Linked DNA regions of Zea mays: region 1 is linked to region 2. Evidence: chromatin contacts called from public Hi-C data. All regions are on one chromosome and are shown on one strand. The core of a region is the stretch at or near the end of the contact, and the rest is flanking DNA. Distances in the headings are between cores, read along the strand shown. Region 1 holds the start of LOC103629182 (wall-associated receptor kinase 2). Region 2 holds the start of LOC100285889.

The links. Hi-C and Micro-C count contacts between places; a contact is called where the count stands out from the background.
Region 1: a Hi-C map of ear shows a contact between it and region 2, with 2.8 times the contacts expected there. The contact joins the promoter of LOC103629182 here to the promoter of LOC100285889 in region 2. A contact is called at or near these places in 6 of 25 Hi-C or Micro-C datasets (bundle sheath, ear, leaf and 2 more) and 1 of 3 datasets of contacts at active chromatin or transcription factors (leaf).

The regions. Positions count from the first base shown.
Region 1 is chr6:35,114,313-35,119,949 of Zm-B73-REFERENCE-NAM-5.0, reverse strand. It overlaps LOC103629182 (wall-associated receptor kinase 2), which reads left to right and starts at 3,911. Exons shown (of 3, transcript XM_008650354.3): 1 at 3,911-4,836. The coding sequence starts at 3,945.
Region 2 is chr6:34,863,043-34,869,167 of Zm-B73-REFERENCE-NAM-5.0, reverse strand. LOC100285889 reads left to right here and starts at 2,917. Exons shown (of 5, transcript NM_001158779.2): 1 at 2,917-3,363; 2 at 4,003-4,226; 3 at 4,334-4,523; 4 at 4,935-5,326; 5 at 5,514-6,125. The coding sequence starts at 3,243. The coding sequence ends at 5,924. It overlaps LOC100281724, which reads left to right. Exons shown (of 1, transcript NM_001154644.2): 1 at 1-398. The coding sequence ends at 240.

The DNA.
Region 1 (5,637 bases), core at 2,662-5,161, 250 kb before region 2:
CAAATATTGCTCAGCCACTTGCGTTTCCGATTTTGTTCACAAAGATTTTTAGTTCTATAACTTGAAGCCACTTAGGCATACTATATAGTTCCTTTTTTGTTCCTGTGATGAACTAAGAGAGTTGGTTTTTGAGTTTTGCAGGCTATTGAGGTTTCGATAAATTTGTAGCAACTAGCACAAGCCCAAGGGATACACGTCCCGGTGCCCCCACCACCACCTCAAGTTCATTATCCTTGGTCTTCACCTCCACCTACACCTACATCATCATTTACTTGTTGTTAGTTATATTAAGATGTAACTCAGCAAATATCATTTGTACATGTATATTAGACCCCTCCAGCTACCTTGCCGACACATGAACGAGAAGACGGGTTAGACTTTGTCGAAACGCTCTTCGCTAGTGGAGGTATCGACCATCACTCGTCACTGTAACCCAACGGTGATCGACGACCGTGAGCTTCCATGTTATTGTGTTCTGATACTTGAGACTTTTATTATGACTATGTATGAGATATTGTCTCTTATTAGTACTGGATGAGATGTCTTATTATGACTATGGATGAGACTTTTCTGATGTAATTGATGAGACTATGGATTTAAATATTGTTATGTGATTGTGTGTGAGATGTTTTATCTGAAAATATGTTGTGTTATATATCTGTTGACATATTTGTTATGTTGTGGAATGTGGTGTAAAATAAAAATAAACAACATTTGTAATGCTGGTCAAATTAACTTCCTAGAGGCTTATTGGGTCGTAGGAAGTTATCCAGCTAACTTCCTAGGGGCTACAGTCAACCGTAGAAAGTTAGTCGTAGGAAGTTAGTCAGAGAGGCTTCTTTGGCTGTAGGAAGTTAGCTAACTTCCTAGAGGGCTCTAGGAAGTTAAGCTAACTTCCGACAAAAAATTTCCGAGAGCCAAACTTCCGACGGGATGGCTTAACTTCCGAGAGTTTAGCTAACTTCCTAGAGTTTAGGGCTAACTTCCTAGGGTTTAGGCTCTAGGAAGTTCACTATTTTGGTGTAGTGACGCCAGCGACATCCAAGCGGAGCACGTGGGCAAGTGAGGCCGGCTAGCGGGCCCCGCATGTCGACGCTGCGGTGGGGAGTGGGCAGCGTAGCGTGAGTGTGTACGTGGCGCAAGTGGCCGGACCAACAGAAGTTAAATGCTTTTATCTTTACTAGGTGAGTGCCCGTGCATTGCAACGGAAACATATAATAACATAATAACTTATATATAAAATGTATCTTATATTGTTATAAGAAAATGTTTCATAATCCATTTGTAATCCTAGCCATACATAAATTTTGTTATTTTAATTTAGTTGTTTCATTACTACATTGCAACCATCAGTATCATGCAGACTTCGATATATGCCACGATTTGCATGGTCTCATCATTGAAGAGCACGTGCCACACTTGTCGGTAGAAGTTCCCTCGTACATTGTCAGTCATCAGGTACGCACCATCATACACGCTTGCTTAAACAAAAAAGGCAAGTGTATGTGTTTGCGAAGAGAATTAAAGGCAGGTCAGCCAAAAGCTACCCCGACGATGGCGAGTGGTCATTGCTGTCGGTCCTCCTCTACATCACCTCTTAAGCCAAGATGACGCCATAGTCCTTGATATAGTAGTCGTCGAACGTGCACGACATGGCGAGTACCGATGACTCTTGGCTGGGCTGTCAAACGAAGTGCACCCTGGGCTCATCAGCAAGGTAGTACACCTAGCCGTTGCACCACCGGATGTGCTACTCCTCTACATACATCTTGTTCGAGGACACTCATACAACGTCAGCAACGGTCGTCGTCCCAGCGCACAAGAATTCATGGCTGGTCAGTAGTGACTTACGTGGCAGGTTGAGCTTCCGGTGGATGATGAGCTGGATGACGTGATGGCGCCGTTGTCAGATGCGGTGCCTAGAACAACCCGAGAGTCGCCGTTGTTGGCGACGACCATGAGGTCCCCCTGTTTGAAGATGGACAGCGCGGTGCAGCCGCTCTAGACCACGTCCAAGCGGCGGCTGCGCTGGAGCTTGCCGAACACAGCGATGCATGCGGACACGTAGTACTGCTTCGAGAGGTCGAACTGGCAGTCGCCAAGCTTCTTCTCGTCGTCGATGAGCAACGCCAACGCGAGCGCCTCCTGCCAGTGGTGTTTGTTCGGGGATTCCAAGTAAGAAACATGGATTCATCTTTGGCATGGGTTTATGAAAATCACTCACAAGTCAGATCTAAGAAAAAATATTACGTAGAATAAATGTCACACATATAAAAAAGGAATTTAAGTTGAAAACATTATTCAAACAAAAGAAATTGCATGCAAGGCTCTTCTTTAAATACTACTTTCTCTATTCAAAAATATAATTCAGGAATCTCGTTGATAATTATCTACTACTACACATTGTGCAAGGGTAGCAGGTGGGCTTTGAGAGAGATGTAGTAGATATTTTTACTGTAACAGATATTGACATAAACACACATGTGGTGTAGTGGTAGCTACGAGCACATTTGCTTGAGGGGTTGCAAGTTCAAATCCATTGGAGCCACATTTGTGTTTTTTAATTTAATTTTAGCTAGGCATGGGATGCACGTGGGAATGGGAATGTGGTTTGCGGGGAGGGGGGAATGAGAAAGACAGTGCGGTGAGGGGGAAATGAGAATGACAGAACACGGAATGGCAACTGGGAAACATGGAATGGCTTTGCAGGGAGGGAGGAATGGGAATGACAGAACACGGAATGACAGCCTACCCCTTACCGCCTTAATAAGTAGTAGAGATTATTTCTGTTTTTTGTATCCCTTGTATTTATCTTCTATTTATTTTCTTTTCTTATTTTCTGTTTTTAAATAATTTTTTTAGAGTTTTCAGATTCAGTTTGAATTTATATTTTTTTATGACTTTGTCAAATTAGATACATCAATACAAAATTACCAGCATAGTGGACATTTGTTGTGTTTGTTTAATTGTTAATTGCTTTAGTCAAGCCCATAATTGTTGTTATGCACAAAAATAAAATGAAATCACATAAACCCTATACTGAAAGAATTATTTTATTCCACTATATTTTGGGTATTACACTCTTGTCCATTTGTTCATATGAGGAAACTGGGAGAGCCATTTTTTAGTGAAGCATTTGGGATCTGATAATCGTGATATTAGAGAACTTATAGTGCACAGAGAGTAGCAAGTATGTATTCACCTTCGTCATTAGGCTTGATTATGTCAAGTGATAGTTTGTGCTTGCTATTCTTGGTGATCGACATTACTTAGATGGTCTAGTGTCGATTGGATGCTTGGTGATCACTTTATGAAGATTGTGAGTGGCCCAACTCATGGTGTAAACGATCGTGGATGATTCACCATGCCGTAGTGATGAATAACCAATTCATAGAGAGCACTTGATGCTTGCACGGATCAAGAGGGAACCAAACCCTTGCGTGGATTTTCTAATAAAGACTAGTGAGTAGTGCTCACTCTATGATATCTTGGAAAAACATCGCCGTGTTTCTAACACTTTATTTCCTTTGATTATTTACTTTTGTGCAAATTATTTTTCATATTCATATTATTAGAATTGACATACTAGGATAGAGTTGAAATTTAGGTGCAAAAAATAGACTATTTGGTAGAATTATTACCTTTTAGTCATTTAATCCTTTCCTATTCTATCTAGGAGTATGGATCGTTGTTCTATCGTAGCGATTTTATGTTTAGATTAAAAAATGTAACTTGTATATGTAGAATTGTATTAGATTTTTTTTTGCAAAATCTCCTAATAAACTTTACAAAGTCAAATGTTGTGATTGTGACATGTACTGATAGGGAGGGAGTAGTTGGCAAGGGTTGCAGTTGCAGCTCTAGCCACTCGCTACTTAAACGCAGTGAGTGCTACCTCCTAGTCGATCACCGGTAGTCGAGAAGTAGCGAACCATAGAATAGTAATGTCGACGGCTTTGACCATACTGCCATTGCTGCTGGTGGTAGCAGCGGCTTTCACGATCAAGGCTTGCGCTGCAGCTCTCGAGGCTCTCCCAGGCTGCCAGGACAGCTGCGGCGGCACTGCCATCCGATACCCGTTCGGCATCGGCGCCGGTTGCTACCGCCCGGGTTTCGAGATCATCTGCGATGGCGGCACGCCGGTGCTTTTCGGCACCACGAGGGCGGTCCCGTTGAGCAACCTCTCCATCAGCACGGCGGAGGCGCTCGTGATGTTGCCCGTCGCCTGGCAGTGCTACAACTCCTCGGACCAGGTGTATGACGTCGACTACGGCGACGTGCAGTTCAACAAGGCCGGCGTGTACCGCATCTCCAACGCCCGGAACCAGGTCGTCGTCGTCGGCTGCAACTCCCTGGGCTACACCGAGAGCCAGCGGAGTGAAGGCAGCGACTACTCCTACGCCTACTACACCGGCTGCATGTGCTTCTGCAACAACTCTGCGAGCGCCGTGGACGGCGTCTGCTCCGGCGTCGGGTGCTGCCATGTCGACTTCCCGTCCGGCCTCACCAACAACAACATGAACTTCAGATCGTACACCCATAAGAATAGGCTGGACTTCAGCCCTTGCGACTACGCCTTCTTCGTAGACAAGAACTACACCTTTCACACCACAGACCTCAAGATGGATCGCAACAGGACGATGCCGGTGTGGCTGGACTGGGCCATCAGGGACAACCAGACCCAGACGTGCGAGGAGGCCAAGAAGGGGCAGGGGCACAACTATGCCTGTGTCAGCTCCAACAGTGACTGTTACAACTCTACCAATGGACCTGGCTACGTCTGCAACTGTAGCATGGGCTACGATGGCAATCCATATGTTACCAATGGATGTACTGGTAAGTGCATGCCCAAACACAGCTACATACTTTATAATCCAATTCACCCATTCCAAATTATCAAACACTATAGTTTTGTTAAATATGTATCTAGTGTATAATCTAAGTACATAGTAAAAATACTAGCTACCTTCGATCTCGAATATTCGTCGTCCGCTAGTTTATTTTTGAACTAAAATAAATGGCGACAAATATAATAAAATGGAACGGAGAGAGTATACATTAAAAAATTTAAAATATCTTATAATTTTAAACAATGGTAGTAGTAGTATAAAGTAGAGTAACAAAAATACTCTATTTAAAAAGACAATATATATGTTGGTTACCATCTAGCTATTAGGTCAAAAGGTTGAAGCCAATTCAAATGAAGTTATCAACATACCTAGAAGTTAATATTAATTCTTCTTAAAAAAGGAAGAAGTTTTGCTATGCAACATATATATCGTAAATTCTTGAGGGTCAATCTTGCTTATATATATCGCCACATAGTAGAAGATAAACACATCTTATGTCATGAAATTCTTATCAAAGGTAAAGTCAACTGTGTGTGGAGCTATTTTGCAAAGTCTATTTTAATGGAATAAAAGTATTCAGACCTCCCACAATCGTTCATTACAACCCAAAAGTCACTTAGAACATGTACAACCTGAGCCCTTGGATCGGTCTTTCAAGTACAAGAGATACCTAAAAGATCACTATCTAATCCAGCAGGCCACTCCCAGTATTTTTCAAAGTCTATCATAAGTTGTATACATCTACTCCTGCAACAACCAGTAGACTATTAGTGGAACCCTATATATA
Region 2 (6,125 bases), core at 1,668-4,167:
GGCGGCGAGGCGGACCCGCCGTTCGTGCCGGCGGCGCGGCCGTCCATGAGCCTCGGCAGCGCCAACCAGCAGCTGCTGCTGAGCCTGCAGGACAGCGTGTCGGACTACCACGCCATGCTGGGGCTCCCGCTGTCGGACTCGTCGTCGTCCGGCTCGCTCAGCTCGTCCTCGCTCACCAGCACGCTGCGCAGGGGCGGCCACGACATCCGGGTCAGCAGCACCGCCGGCGAAGCCAGGTGACTGCCTGAGCCTGACCGGGGGGGTATTGAGTACATAGGATTGTTTGTTTAGTAGCAGCAATGCAGTCCAGATCACATCATCAAAGCCAGCCTCCATTCGTTACATTATTACACACATTTGTCTCGATAATAATACAGAGCTCGCATGATTCCTTCGATTAGCTCAGAGCTCAGATCAGCCAATTGTCCTCTTCCTCGAACCGCAGGAGGATCAGAGATTCAAAAACGCCAGCTTTTCCCCTCCCGGCCCCACCCACTATCTTTTTGTTGGTAGACCTTTGCGGAGGTGAGCACGGAGATAATCCCACGGCACGGGTGAGAAGAGAAGATTATTCTCTCCGGTGCAGAGAGAAAGATGCCTTTCTCTGTTCTGTTCATCCCGTGAGTGAGACGTCACAAGGTGTCGAGCTGTACCAAAGGAAAGGAAAGGATAGCTTGCGCCGGTACGCGATCCTGTGCTTGCGGAGGGAAGGAAAGCATCCTCTTCTCCTTCTCATCTCTCTGCTAGCGCCTAGTGCTGCGGCGCGCTGCTTTGACATCCATGGCGTGGTCAGGCACCGACCGGAAGTCGTCGCGCGGAGGCCGGCGCCGCCTTTACTCCACGTCTACCATTACAACTGTGCTACTAGAAAAAGAGGAGGAGGAGGAGGAAGAAGAGGTGGCGGCCACTAGTGAGTAGTGACGCTCGTACGGCGTGGCACCAACTGATGCTGCTACCATTACAAATGATGCGAGTCTACTCTAGGCTACTCGCCTCGTGCTACACTGCTACAGCAGCGACGACCTGCGGTCAAAAAAGGCGTTATCATTCGATTCACGCGTTTTTTCTTTCTTGTGAAGCCGTCGTTGTTCTCGATTTCTGGTAGTTGCAGGAAGAGAAGCGAGAGCGAGTGAGGGACCACGGTTGTCTGTAAAGAATCTCCAGTCGATTGAGCGAGCGAGCGAAGAGGAGGGTGTGGTGTGATCTGGGCGGCGGCTCCAGTGCACGACGGCACAAATCAGGCCCCCTTTGGAACACAGGAATGTGAAAACATAGGTATAGGAAAAACAAAGGATTAGAGTTGGCTATGAATTGCAATCCTATATGAATTGGGAATGCACGAAAATTTCTCACCTGGCATTTGGATGCTGTGCAGGAATTTGAATAGAGAGATAAGAGTCATAGGAAAGTTTCCAAGAGGTTGGACCTCTTGTTATTTTCCTCCAAAATTTGTATGGAGGAAAGCAATCCATAGGAATTTCAAAGGATTTGATAGGATTGAATCCTGTGTTCCAAAGACTCACACAGGAATTTTTCTTGTAGGGAAGGAATCCTTCAAAAATCCTTCATATTTCCTTTGTTCCAAAGGAGCCCTCAAGGCCATGGGTTGATCACTTCCAAACGCTGTGACCGGCCACGAATGAATGCTACCAGTACCCTGCACCCCCTACCCACCCACAGTTTCACTTGGATGGCCAGTCGGACACACTCACTCACACACGTAGTACAGCCCCCGCGTATGCTTGTACTCCTGGAACAATGGCGATAACCTGGCATAACATGGCAGGTAAGGTAGGCAAGCAAACCACGGCCCACGGCCGCGCTTATGGATTGGTGGATCGTGGATGGACGCACGGGGTTCCATCCAGGGACGACGGCGCCGGCCAGCGAGAGTTTTCGGCGTATTTATTTGCTTGGCTGGCATGCAAAGATTCCTCGCTCCACTTCCCAAACCTGGGGAGCACGAGCACCCGATCTCAGTCAGCCTCGCCACTTCTACTAGGAGCGTTTAGCCAGATGGAATGCGGAATGAAGTCAAAAGGTATGCAAGGATGGCGACAGATCTACTAGTGGCGCACATAGTGTGAGCAAGAGGGAGAGGAAAGAACCATACATAGTAGACATGAAGGATTGCAGCAAAGAAGCGAGGTATTAGGTTGTTAAGGCTGTTTGTATCTAGATGACACGGTGTAACTCCGAGGACGCGAAAAATTACACTTGAAGGAAGTTTAGAATCCAGGTAACGCCCACACAGGAGAGGACCTGGAAAGCCTACGGCACCTCAGGACCAGATGACACCTCTGGACAAATTAATTAAGGACCCTGTCCGTGCAATTTTACCTTTTTCCCCCCTACTCAGATGAGATCTATATCAAGTACTAACAGATCTCACACTTGTACTGTACATGGGGATTGGACGCATGGCCAATGACCAGCCAGTATTCGCAGCCGCATCACAGCCTGAAAAGGCCCTTTGTCCAGCCTCTCTCCCTCACGTGTCCTGCAGGCCTGGATCAGAGGTTCAGAAAGGACCATCAGGTCCTGCAACCATAACGTACTCCAGCCAGACGATAGATAGACACACAGTCCATGTTCCTTGAGCCTGTCGAAAACAGTTTGTTTTTCTTTTACCTGCCACGATTCAAGTCCTGCTGCTTCAACCAAGTAGGTACCCCGTACCCACATAATAACGTCTCATTGTCTGAACTTATCAAGCGCAACTCAACTGGCAGCTAGAGTGGTGGGGGGAAAAAAACAACAACGTGTTCCGAGAAACAATTCACATCCAGCGGTGTTCTGTTCCTAGATAAAGAGTTGGAAGGCATCATCACATCCAGCGCGTTAGCTGGGGGGGGGGGGGGGGGGGGGGGGGGGGACACAAGATCCTGGAAGACGCACGGAGCTTCTACTAAGTTTAGGACCCCTATTCTTGGCTCAGCAAATCCTCTCCTCGGCGCAAAGGCATGGAGCGAATGCTCATCCCACCTGACCACATTTTCCCCCACAGAGATCACATTTACCGCGCACAAAGCACCAACAACGATCCACAGCCTGTTTGCGAGATCTTTAGCACAAGGAGGGAGGCAGGCATATAGACTCCCACCCGTGCTCTCATTGTCAGCACAACGAGGCCTGCGGATCGGTCTGTGCGTTCTAGAGAGAGGGGACGAGGTTTACCCACTGCGAGAGCGGAGAGGGGCAGAGAAGAGATCCAAGGTTCTGGTACGTACAGCTGGGAGAAGATGAGCTGCTTCGGATGCTTCAAGCCCGACAAGAAGGTGCCACCCAGGAGGACGGAATCCAGGGAGGTCACGGTCGTCAACAAGGCCCCCAGCCAGAACGAAGCGCCTCCCAGGGAATCTGGTAAGGACCAAAAGACAAATCTTGCAACGAAAAATAAGGAATTAGCATGTTTTTGCACTGTTTCAAACTGATCGCGTAAAAAAATGATTGTTGGGACTGGGAGAGATGTCGGCAAACAAAACAAACAATTAGGAAACAGATTAAATACGACGCACAAGTATAAAGATCCAAATTCTGCAATCTCCCAATACGTCCTGTTCTGCTGCACATCAATCTTATAGCAGGATATACATGTGGTTAAACAATCTATATATACTGTACCAGGGTCAGTGGTTTCCTGAGAGATGCTTTTAGACCTGATGAAAACGCCGACCATTCAGTTGTATCTTGTTTAAGGGACGAAACCAAACCCCCTGTGTCACTGCATATATTCCTCTGAACCGAATCCATGTAGCAATCATGCTGTGCACTATCTGTTTCCCTGCCAGTGTCACATGTATTTTGGTGCTATACATACTGCTGCAATTCATGTCTAGTTCTTAACTGTTATGGATGAAAATGGATTTCAGTGATATATATAGCATACGCATATACATACTCTTCAAATTTGTTCAGCAAATGGCAGGAATAGTCAACAACCGAAGGAGCAGAAAAATAGAGATTTATGTCTAATGCAGTTTACCACCTCACCTTTTGCAGGGTCCATCAGGCCACCACCAGTTGCTTCGAAGCACAAGCACAGGCCATCATCTGAAACAGCAGCAAGCATCGAACCTCCTAAAGGAAGTTGTTCTGTTGCCAAAACCGCAAAAGCATTCACGTTCCGTGAGCTAGCCACGGCCACGAAAAACTTCCGCTCTGACTGCCTTCTCGGAGAAGGGGGATTCGGCAGGGTATACAAGGGCAGGCTTGAAAACGGACAGGTACACACCACACAGAAAAAAAACATTCAAACGTTCTACGTATACACAAGCTTGCTAATTCATCTACAGTCATTAGTGGCTGACTTGTTTCCGGTTTGCGTGAACAGCTTGTTGCTGTCAAGCAACTAGACCTGAATGGGTATCAAGGCAACAGAGAGTTCCTAGTTGAGGTCCTGATGCTCAGCCTATTGCACCATCCAAACCTAGTCAATTTGGTGGGCTATTGTGCAGATGGAGATCAAAGGCTTCTGGTTTATGAGTACATGGCACTTGGCTCACTTGCAGATCACCTGCTTGGTAAGTGCTAGACTTTTGTCTTCACTAACACATTCAGATATATATCAGTGTTACATAACTTTATAATATGGTGAACAAGACACTACTAGAGATATGTATAGTCTATAGATATGTTTGTATCTTACTTGTACGCCAAGTTATATCTTGGTTATATATATATGAAAGTCACCCCTCCCGAAAGGGACTTTCTGTACAGTTGTTTAGTGACTTTAGGTCCAGTCCTTGCGTCCAGTTCCCTCCTGTTGTGACTGCAGGTAGGTATTAGAGATATAATAGTCTATAGATATATTTGTATCTTGTACTCCAGATTGTATCCTGGCTATATATATGAAAGTCACCCCTCTCTAATGGGTGTGAGGTGTTTCCTAATCTACAGACAACTAAATGTTAAAATTTGAACTGCCATTGCAGATAGCACTCCTGATCAAGTGCCACTGAGTTGGTATCTCAGGATGAAGATAGCTTATGGAACTGCAAAAGGGCTTGAATACCTCCATGAGAAGGCGAACCCACCTGTCATTTACCGGGATCTCAAGTCCCCCAACATCCTTCTCGATGAGAAGTACAACCCTAAGCTCTCAGATTTTGGGCTCGCAAAGCTTGGCCCAGTTGAGGGAAAGACACACATCTCCACTCGGGTGATGGGAACGTATGGGTACTGCGCTCCGGAATACATAAGAACAGGCCAGCTAACTGTCAAGACCGACGTGTACAGTTTTGGGGTTTTCCTACTGGAGTTGATCACAGGAAGAAGAGCAGTGGATACCTCCAGGCCAGCAAGTGAACAGATCCTGGTTAACTGGGTACGCACTTCTATTTTATTACTCTGCATATACACTCAACTTGCTTGCCTATATCGTAATTAATTATGTAATATAACTGACAACTGCAATGGAACACATGGAAATAAATAGTAAAGCATCGTTACGAAATTAGCCAAAGAATATTTCTGGCACAAGGTTTTCTGACAAATTCATGTATGATCAACAGGTCAAGCCCATGCTGAGAGACAGGAAGAGATACAATGAGCTAGTAGACCCTCATCTTAGAGGTGAGTACCCAGAAAAAGACTTGAGCCAGGCTGTGGGTGTGGCAGCAATGTGCCTACAAGAGGAAGCCTCAGTCCGGCCTTACATGAGTGATGCTGTTGTGGCACTGGGATTCCTTGCAGAAATGCCTGCTGGCTATAAACACAAATCTGGACCCATACTCCAAATGAAACAAGTTGGAGATCCCTCACGAACTGGTAGCACTAAGCAAGATAAGGATGCGTACAATCGTCAAAAAGCTGTAGCTGAGGCCATTGAGTGGGGCTCACTGAGGCAGAAACAGAAGGCTCAAAATCCAGAAAAGAAAGCTCTAAGTCAAGGTATATCCCCTCCAGAAGCCAGCAGACTGTGAAACACCTCTGCTGTGCACTAGGTTACCTTCTGACTTGTAACCCTCCAATTTTGTGTAAGACTTAGGGCCAAATTGTCCCACATAGCTGAGAGTTTGTAAATGAAATTCGTCTCTCATAAAGATGTAAGGGGTATATAGTATTTGCTGTTAACATATATGTGTTGGATCAGGAAGGAATTCTTATTCCATCTTTTATACATA